Linked DNA regions of Pan troglodytes: region 1 is linked to region 2. The links are chromatin contacts, called in public HiChIP or PLAC-seq maps. All regions are on one chromosome and are shown on one strand. Each heading gives the region's core, a stretch centred on a gene start, on an enhancer-like site or on the middle of the called end of the contact. The rest is flanking DNA. Distances are from core to core; before and after follow the strand shown. Region 1 holds the start of SELENOO (selenoprotein O). Region 2 has its middle 19 kb from the start of CRELD2.

The links. HiChIP or PLAC-seq counts read pairs in DNA pulled down with a chosen protein or histone mark.
Region 1: a contact with region 2 is called in an H3K4me3 HiChIP or PLAC-seq map of stem cell-derived excitatory neurons, with 11 times the contacts expected there. The contact joins the promoter of SELENOO here to the enhancer-like site in region 2. A contact is called at or near these places in 4 of 7 Hi-C or Micro-C datasets (blood, induced pluripotent stem cells and stem cell-derived neural progenitor cells), 1 of 1 datasets of contacts at active chromatin or transcription factors (stem cell-derived excitatory neurons) and 1 of 1 other capture datasets (stem cell-derived neural stem cells).

Annotation. Positions count from the first base shown.
Region 1 is chr23:52,321,378-52,326,263 of NHGRI_mPanTro3-v2.0_pri, reverse strand. SELENOO (selenoprotein O) reads right to left here and starts at 2,207. Exons shown (of 9, transcript XM_063807748.1): 1 at 1,615-2,207. The coding sequence starts at 2,168. LOC134809677 (a long non-coding RNA gene) reads left to right here and starts at 2,338. Exons shown (of 2, transcript XR_010155990.1): 1 at 2,338-3,124; 2 at 3,628-4,067. TRABD (TraB domain containing) reads right to left here. Exons shown (of 10, transcript XM_016939469.4): 10 at 3,603-4,853. The coding sequence ends at 4,679.
Region 2 is chr23:52,052,057-52,056,932 of NHGRI_mPanTro3-v2.0_pri, reverse strand. No RefSeq gene overlaps it. Among named protein-coding and RNA genes, the nearest start is that of CRELD2, 19 kb to the right of the region's middle. Within about 2 kb of position 1,437, at least 16 of the 24 cell types and tissues checked have an H3K27ac peak or open chromatin away from gene starts, as enhancers often do. A contact at or near this core is called in induced pluripotent stem cells, stem cell-derived excitatory neurons, stem cell-derived neural progenitor cells and 1 more, where this site is marked.

The DNA of each region.
Region 1 (4,886 bases), core at 958-3,457, 270 kb before region 2:
GAGACAGGGTCTTGCTGTTTCCCAGGCTGGTCTCCAACTCCTGGCCTTAAGCAATCCTCCTGCCTTGGCCTCCCAAAGAGCTGGGATTACAGGAGTGAGCCACTGCACCTGACCCCATGTGAATTTTAGAATGGGTTTTTCTATTTTTGCAAAAACTGTCATTGGTATTTTGATAAGGACTATACTGAATCTCTTCAAAGAGTACCGTTGTCTTTCTAATATTAAGTTATCCAACCCACGAGCAAGGGATGTTTCCATTTACTTATGTTTTCTTTATTTTCTTTATGTTTTTCAGTTTTCACTGTTCAAGTCTCTTCCTTCTCACAGCCACTTCAGACGTTAGCCTCAATCTCGGAGAACGGGTGAGGCCAGGGACCCCAGGACACGTGTGGGGATGACAGGCAGGGCCTGAGTAAAGGTCAAAGGACTCCTTAATTTTTAGGAGAAAATATATTCTAGCAGATCTCAGGTCTGAAAGCAGTGAGTTAATACTCAAGTCTTCAAACATAAAAAGTGTCTTCCAGCGACAGATTACTCTCATAAAAAAATTGTCTTTTTAACTTTAAAATATCACCAAAAATGAAAACATAAAGTTTAAGATGATCGCCAAAAAGAAAAACAAAAATAAAAATAAAAAATGCTCACAGGACAAGCAGGCCCCAGGCTGAGCAGCATTTCCACCACGTTCCAAGGGTCAGAAACGCTCCCGTGGGCGGCCGGTGCTGTCAACTCTAAGCAGGTCGCCGGGGGTGGGGAGGGAGAGCCAGGTTGCCCTCAGACACAGAACAGAACGGATTTGGAGACGGGGGAGTGAGGAAGACCCTCAGTCTGAGGAGCTTGCTTGGGAGATGGAGCCCCGGGGAAGGGATGCTGAGGGACCGAGGGGCATTTCAGGTGCTGGAGGGGGAGGTGATGAGAGCACAGGGAGGGGCCGGATGAGATGCGGGTTTAGCATTTCTCTGAACATAAAATGTACACTTGTGGGTATTGTTTTCCTAGTCATTCACAAAAGCAGTAAAGAATATGGAGTAAGTACATTGTTTAGTAGAAAAGAGCAGAACAGACCCAAGCGCTGTCTATACACAGGAGGCAGGTGGCGCGTGCACGGCTCCCCGGTGGGCCTGGCGGCATCTGGACCCAGATCCTGCCTTATTAGAACACCTATGTGCCCCCCCACAGAAATCTAAACGATGCCCACCTCACTTCGGGGTTAAAAAGGGCTGCCCGCAGGGAAGTCAGGGACAGGCCTCCGTGAAGTCAGTCGCAGAGCGAGGCTGCTGGACGAAGCGGCCCGCCCCACGAGCGATCGGAGGAAGGCTGGGGACCTGCGGGGTTAGGGTTAGCCTAACCTCTCATCCCGGCTCCCGCCCCTGGGTTTGGAGCCCCAGCGAACGTCGGTAAACATGAGCGGCGTCCCTGGTGGAGCTGACTCCAAGGTCCTCGGCGGGTTGATAAGCACAGGGCGCGGGCGGCTGCCAGCACCGCGCTCCCGCGGGTGCAGGGGAGGCCCCACTTGGCAGTAGCCGCCGGACGCCCCCAACACCGCGCCGGGCGGAGGGAAGGGGCGCCCCGGCGGGGAGGACCCACCCGCGCCCCTCGCCCGCCCCGGCCCACCTGGAGAAGGGCGTGGGCCCGGCGCCCTTGAGCTGCAGCTCCCAGCGCTCGCCGGTCGCCGTGCACACCTCGCCCAGGTACATGGCAGCGCCGTCGCCCAGCTGCCCGGCGAACTGGCCGAACTGGTGGCCGCAGTAGCAGTGCGCGGCGGGCTCGGCGCCCGGCAGGAGCGCGTTGCCGCTGAAGAACAGCGCGGCCTCGGCCTCGGCCTCGCGCGCGGGCGGCGCGCCCAGGCCCAGCAGCGCCAGCGCGGGCTCTGACAGCGCCACGAGGCGCGGCTGCCGCAGCGGGGTGGGCTGCACGCGGGTGAAGCAGGCCCCGGGCACGGGCCGCGGCGCGGACGGGGCGCCCTCGGGACCGGGCGGCGGCGTCTCCACGGGCAGCGCGCGCAGGGCGCGGTTGTCGAAGCGTAGCCCCGCCAGCCAGCGAGGCGCGGGCTCCATGGCGGCGCCCGACAACGTAGAGCGGGGCGCCGGCGACGGGGAACAGCGGCTGAGGGGCAAGAGTCGGGCAGCCGCGAGCGAAGCCCCGAGCGCTGCCCTGTGTGCGGCCATCCGCGGCGCCGCTCCCGCCGGAAGCCAGCCTGCCCCTCCCGGAAGCCCCGCCCCGCGCGCCCCGCAACCCAATCGCCAGTGGGCGAGAGTGGGGCGGGGGGGGGAGGGGTCGCGGTGTCTGGCCGGGCTCTAATTGGCTGCCTCGTCCGTCTATCCGCATCTCCCGGCCGGAGGGTCGGAGGCGTCCGGGGTGGCTGTCGGCGTCACGGGGCGCGCGCTGCTGCGAACGGGGTGACAGGTGGGAACGCCTCCGAGACCGCCAGCGACGACCCCGCTCGGGCAGCCCCGGATTTCCTCGGCTGCACCGGCGCCGGCAGCGGGGACCGAGGCCCGCGTCCGTTCGGGTCGGGCCGGGGCTTAGCCCCGCGCCCCACGGGCGGCCGGGACCCCACCCGGACCCCGCCGCGGTTCTGGGCCGCCGAAGCCTCGCGCCGCCTCTCGGGGACCTTGTCCCCTGGCCTCCGGCCTCTCGGGCCCCTCGCCTGCCGTCTAGGAGGGAAGGGGCCTTGGACCTGTGCCCCGCCCATGGAACAGCGCCTGGGCTCGGAGAGGCCCCGCGAGGCCGCAGGCGCAGACCCTCCCGGAGGGCTGGGCGGGCACCGGGGTCTTCGGCTGGCTTGAGGGACACGACCCCTGGGGGAGGAATTTGGGGTCTGTGTGTCCGAATGAACGCGGGGGTTCAGATGAGTCTGTGGTGCCCCCGCTTTCCATCTCCTCCGGCCCCGGCCCCAGAGGACTGAGAGGCCGGTGGCCGCGGATCCTGGACGCGCCTCCCTCCTGCCTGTGGTTTCCCTTTATTCCGGCAGCGGCGCGAGCCCACCGTTCACATACAGGAGCTACATCCAGAACCTTCTCCTGGGGCCACAGCGTGGGCTTCCGAGACTCTGCGTGACCCCAGCTCTGCCCCTTTGGGGCTGCGGGTGAAGCCCTCAGGACCCTCTGCGTGCGTTGGGCAGGTGACTGGATGAGGGATGTGGTGAGGTTCCCGTGCCCAACCCACCTCTGCAGCCCACAGCAACCGTTCCCTCTTCAGCAGCCCCCTCCCCCCGGCCGCTCTGGGCGCCCGTTCCCAGCATCCTCCTTGGCAGGTGTTACCCCTCCCCATTCCCCAGGCCCTGGGCCCTCCTGATCTGTCTCCTCGACCCCCCGGGGCCCCAGTCTGGCTCAGTCTGGTCCACACTCTGGAATCTGGTGGGACTGGGTATGGAGGGTCTTGAGTGTCAGCAGGCCACCTGCGTCCCACCTGGTGGGTGAGAAGGGTCCCACAGGTCAGCATGGAGGGACAGTGACTCTGTCTCTTCTGCTGGAAACCAGGCAAGTTCCTTCCCCCAGGGCCCCGGCAGGGCCACGAGTACCCGCTGCACTGGAGCACGGGGGAAGAGGCAGGGATCCTTCATTACTTGAACCCCATTTTCACACGTCACAAAACAGGAGTTTCCAAAATTAGAATTTATTTCAGTTTCTAAGGAATGAATCCCCGAGTGTGGCAGGAAGGACACAGCCGGCTCCTGACGCACACCTGATTTGATTCAACACTGAGTCGGCACAGACACAACCAGAGATGGCCTGGGTCCAGGCTGGGGCTGCACGGGCCGTGTCCTGGACAGCCAGGAGGGAGGCCCCGCACACAGACGGCCGCCGGGCAGGGGGCCTGAGCGGGACAGGCCTGGCCACAGCCCATGTCCTTGGCCTTCCACATAGGTGCACACATTGTCTGTCCAGAGAGGGCCAAGACACCCCAGGCACCCCTTTGCTCCAGGGGCTCAGGACACAGGCTCCCAGCTGAGGCCACGCCTGGACCCAGAGCTGATGTTTGGCTGCACGCGAGCCCACTCGGGACAGACCCAAGAACACGAATTCTGTCCCTCTGGATTTAAGGCTGGTGTTTTTTGACATTTACTTCAGTTTTTCTCTTTGAAATTAAAATTACCTGAGTAAAAGATTTTAAGACATTAAAAAAGCCAAAAACACAGAATCCCTGCAGGCAGACGGTACCAGGGAGGTGGCGGCCAGGGCCAGGATGCCAGGGGCACGGTGGGGTCGGCTGGAGCTCCAGGGCTGGGCCTTTCCCAGTCTCGCCTGCCCTGGAGCCCCCAGGAGCCGCCCCTGGGCCGACGCTCCTGTGGCCGGAGCACAGGAAGGCACAGTGAGGTAGGGACAGTGGCCATTGTCCCCCGCCCGCCACCAGGGCTGAGAGGGCAGCGCACGCCTCGGCCCCTCCTACAAGCCCCTGCCCCCTCGGAGCTGGGTGTCTTGTCCAGAAGCCGGGGAACGGCCCCTGCAGTGTGGGAGGGGAGGGGCTGCCGGGAGGCCTGAGCTCAGACAGTTAAATAATCCTTTATTTGGGTGGGCTGGGGGAGGGGTGACTGGCCCAGGAAGGCAGGCGAAGCCGGGCCCAGACCCCCATGGGGGGTGGCAGGGGCCTCGGGCAGGCTAGGATGCACCTGGCACCCAGAAGTGCCGCGGGGGCACTGGCTCCTCAGGGGCCCGAGCGGGCGGGGAGCAGTCTCCTACTTGTGCCGGGCCTCGGTCACCCTCTGCAGGCAGTACTGCGCGGCGGGCAGCGACAGGACCAGGCTCGCAGTGCGGCGGCCCATCCAGTACAGGCTGTAGCCCAGCAGGCCGAAGAAGGCGGCCTTCACGGCCAACCGAGACACTCTGCCGGAGACGGACGGCGGGGGCACGCTGCGGGAGGGAGGGGGCGCTGGGCCTGGCTGG
Region 2 (4,876 bases), core at 188-2,687:
CAGGTGAGTGTCCGCTGAGTGTGCATGTGTGTGCTGTGTGTGCACAGGTGAGAGTGTCCGTGGTGTGTGCACGTGTGTGCTGTGTGTGCACAGGTGAGTGTCCGCTGAGTGTGCACACGTCTGGTGTTCATGCACGAGTGAGCCCATGCTGTCCCGGGTCAGTGACAGGCGAGCATCGCGTGGGCCATGGACTGCAAGTGGGTTTGGGTAGTAAGGACACAGTGACCCCTAACCCACCCCAAAACCATCCCCGGCTCTTGGGTGGGGAGGGGAGAGTCTGGCACAGCTTCCCTTTGGCTGTTCCCGCCTCCCCGGTTCCTGCCCCGTGGCCCCTGCCCCATCCGCCTTCTCCATGTCTGGCACTGCCCTTCCCTGTGTGGGGCACGGGTCCTCACTCCTTGGGTCTCAGCTCCCAGGCTGCCCTCCCAGGCCCTGCAAGGACCCTGTGGGTGTTTGTCCCTGTGCGACTGAGGCACCACATAGAGCAGGATGTGCTGAGGCTGTACGCCTGGGCCCCACGGTCAGACGGATAGACAGAAACGTGGATGGACAGACGGGCAGCTGGTGGCCAGCGCAGGCTGCCGAGAATTGGCGGAAGTGGGGCGGGTGGCCGGCGGGCGGCCTGGCAGATCCTGGAAATCCTTGCTTCCTGTTTTCCCAACAAAGGGCCTCTGTCCCCCCAGGAAGGCCACTGGCTGGCGGCAGTGGACGGACATTCCTTTTCCGTAAACAGGATTGTTTTCCTTTTCTCCTCTGGACACAATAACAGCAGCCCCCATGCCCCCCATCCTGTCTCCTGTCACCACCAGCCATGGGGCGTGGACAGTGTGGACGGGTAGGGGGTCCACAGAGCAGGCTTTCCTGGACCAGGTGCCCATTCTGTCACCCTGGGAGTGGGAGTCACAGTGGGGGCCATAGCCTAGTTGACGGCAATGAGGCCTCCAGGGCAAGGAGTGGGAATTCAGTGACGTCTGCCCCACAGGGCAGGTGGGAGGCTGGACCAGCCTTGGGCTAAGGAGACCCTGTGAGCCTCATGGCCCGAGGCAGCAGTGCTTGGGGCAGAGGCCAGGCTTAGGTCTCTGCAGGGGCTGGGCCTCCCTCCAGGTGGACCTCCCCCCACCCCAGGCTGGCTTTGGGTGAATGCGTCTGACTTCCAGAAGCCCCAGAGCAAGACCCTAGAGTAGCTAGAAGCCCCAAGAGGACCCTGGGCGTGGCGGGAGGGGGCAAGGGAAAAGCCTCCAGAGGGTTCAGGGCCCTCCCCTGCCACAGGAGACCCGGTGAGGGCTGCAGGGACAGCCTGGATCTGTGCAGTGCAGATGGCGTGGAGGGGCAGAAGTGGCACGGTTCCCGCGTGCACGGCTCTGAGTGAGCGCAAGTGTGGCTGCTGTGCACACCCAGGCAGCGGGTGCCTGAATGGGCCTGTGTGAGGAGCTGGGGCTATTTATAGCCGCTCCTAGCCCAGAGGAGCTATTAATAGCCAGGGTTGAGGGGGACGGACAATGTCTCCTGCTGGCCGCTGCCTGCGGGTGGGGTGGGGGTGGGTGCCATCCTGTGCCCGGAGACACCCGGGGCTGGTACCCCAGCCCCCACCCAGGCTGCGGCACAAGGGCCACTGTTATCTGGTCAGCAGCTGAGCCAGGGGTCTGCATTCACCTGGGACAGCAGGCTGGGGGTGCACCAGGCTACAGCCCCCACCCTGCTCTCCCCGGAGGCCGTTCTGCAGCCACACTGACCCTGAGGAGGATGGGATGGTGGGCACGTGAGCTGGCAGCAGCAGGGCACCCCGGATGGAGAGGGATGCTGAGACCAGGACCCCCATATCTGGTTCTCAGATTCCAGCATGGGGAAGGGGTAAGGAAGTGCTGTGGGGACCGCAGAGCCAGAAGCGGATTTGAGAGAGGCCGGCCCTGCAGGCCCCCCAACCTGCCTCTGGCAGTATAACCAGGTGTCCCTGAAGTAAACAGGTGAACTGAGGCCAAGTCAGATGGGCCTTGGAGCCACTGGAGGGGTGTGGATGGAGGGCTGTGGGTGGAGGAGAAGGGCCCTGCCAGAATTCAGGCTGGTGGGAGCAACAGGCAGCCTCATAGCCCGCTGTCCTGGCTGAGGCTCATTCCCTGTGATCATTTTTGAGAAAAAAAAAAGGGGGGGGGGGGGCGCCTAGCTTGTAAAAAGACCAGATCCCGACCCCACGAAGGGTGAAGTGTGACCCGGGTGGGGCGGGGGGCACCCCTCCAAGCCTTGGCTGCACCCGGCTCCCTGTGCCACACGCGTCCCCAGCATCAAGAGGCGCACCCCCCCACCTCTCCCTAAGCCCAGCCAGGCTGCAGAGAAAACAGGAAAGCTCGGAGGCCCAGCCAGGCGCCCTGTGGGCGGGCCGTGTCCAGAGCCCACCGCCGGGCCTGGGGGAGCTGGGGACGCAGGTCCTGGCTTCCACCCCGGGGGGGCGGGGGGTGTGCGGCGGCGGCTGTGGCGCTCGTGCATCTCATTCAGCGCCTGCTTCCGCGGGGGCTCCTTTCCTTCGGGGAGCCCCAGCCCCCGGGGCCGTGACTAAGCGGAGTCACCTGCCGCCAAGGGCTTTCCAAGAAGGTCAAGGCCAACCGCGCTCCGGCCCACGCCCCAGAGCTCGGGCTGGGCCCTCACAGCCATCGTCCTGCTCATCGTCATTGCTCCCGCAGGGGGTTCCCAGCGACGAGGAGCGCGGGGCCGGGGCGGCGGGGGAGGAGCGCGGGCGGGTCCCTATGGGGCTGGGCACGGGCTGCAGGTCCCCTCCCCTGCTCAGCCCAGGCCCCACACCCTCCACCCCTGCTCCTCTCAGACCCCCACCCTCCCCTCCGTCCCTGCTCCTCCCGGACCCCCCACCCTCCCCTCCGCCCCCACCCCTGCTCACCCCAGGCCCCACACCCCGCACCCCTCCTTCTCCCAGACCCCCAGGCTCCCCTCCGCCCCTACCCCTGCTCCTCCTGGACCCCCCACACCCTCCCCTCCGCCCCAACCCCTGCTCATCCTGAACCCCCCCACCCTCCCCTTTGCCCCACCCCTGCTCCTCCCACATCCCCACCCTCCCCTCCGCCTCCACTCCTGCTCCTCCCGGACCCCCACCCTCCCCTCCGTCCCCGCCCCTGCTCCTCCTGGACCCCCATCCTCCCCTCCGCCCCCACCCTGCTCCTCCCCGCGCCCCCACTCCCCGCCCCCACTCTCCGTCCCCAACACCTGCTCCTTCCCAGACCCTCATCCCCCTGCCCCAGTCCCCGCGCCCATCTGCCCCAGTCTCGCTCTTCACCGCACCCGCGGCACCTCCATTGCGTCCCCTCCCCCCACCTCCTCGTAGCACCCCCATCTGCTCCCCGCCCCCTCCCGCCGGGGAAAGCCCAGATGACGCTTCCGGCGCCGCCCCCTTCCCGGCAGGGCCGCTCCCCGCCCTTCCCGCCCGCGGGAGCAACACCGCCCCCCGCGCCCCACCCCGCGCCCCGCCGCCCGCCCGGGTCCCCCAAGCCCGCTCTGCGCAGGGCGGGGTCCTTCCTCTGCAAAGGGCGGACCGAAGACCCGGGCGCCGGGCAGAGGCTGGAGGGGGGCCCGGGTGGGGTGAATCCCCAGTGGGTGCCCGCTCCCCACCCCCACCGCGACCACCAGCCCCCGCTCCGAGCAGGGACTCCGAGGCTTGCGGGTGACCCTCGAGTGGTGGCCGCCCTGTGGCCCAGAGAGCCCGGTCGCAGGCAGGTGAGCGCAGAAAGACGCTGGCCCTGGACTGCCGTTTGAGGGGTGAGGGGCCAGATACCCCTCCCTGGCTCTGGGGGGACCCTCCCAAAGGCCAGACCGGGGTGGGGGGGAGAGCGGACCCTGCTCAACGGCTGGGAACAGTCTCTCCAGAAGGATCCCCCGGGAGTGGGTGGAGGGGGTCTCTGGAGAGGTGGGTGCCCTGCAGCCTCCTCAGGCCAGGCCACTCCCGGCCCCTCACTGGTGCAGAGCAGCCGGCTTGGGGTTTGGGAAGACCCCAGCCCCAGGGAGGCGGGGAGGGGCGCTGGGCCTGGAGGGGGAGTGTGTGGCCTGAGAGCCGGTGGCCCCCACCAGCCACATTACAGTAAGCCTTTCTGGGCCCCAGCACCGCCCCCCACTCCCCTGCAGGACCTGGGCCCTTCTGCCCCCCGACCCCCAGGGCCCACCTGGCACAGGCGCAGTCCACACCCGCGTGCTGGTCATGGGCATATGAGGAGGATGGCAGGGCCACTGGGCCAGGGCTCTCCACCCTGAGTCGCCCCACTGACGACCACCCTTCCCAGGTGGCAGGCAGAGTCCCCACCCCAGGCCTGCGGGGTCTGGGAGTCTGAAAAGGGACAGAGCCGGACCAGGGGGGCTGAGGGAGCAGCAGGGGCAGGCTGAGGAGAGCACCCCACTGAAGGTCACACCCTTTGAGTCATCCTGTGGTGGCCAAAGGCCCAGCCCCCTCCTCACAGCTCAGCACGCTGAAGAAGTCTCAGGGTGCCTCACCTCACCCAGCCCCCAGGTCAGCTGAGGACATGGCTGAGGCGCCAAGACCGCCTGCCACTCTGGAGCCAGCCACAGACAGGCAGCGCCAGGGAGGTGTGCAGGCAAAGGCACTCTGTGCAGCGGGCACCACTGGCGGTGGACGCGACGGGAAGGGGCCTGCACTCTTGGGGTGGGTGAGCCTGGGGTGAGAGTCCAGGGGGAGCAACCTTGAGAACAGTGTCCTCGGGGGACTGCTGGTGCCCGCCCCTGAAGCTCTGGAAAAACAACAGAAGGCTGCATGGAGAGGCCAGGAGAACACGCACAGACTCGGTGACCAGAGGGGCCACCAATAGGTGACCCCATCCCCAGGGGTCTGCTGTGCCCGGGCCTCGGTGCTGGCTGGGAAGAAACA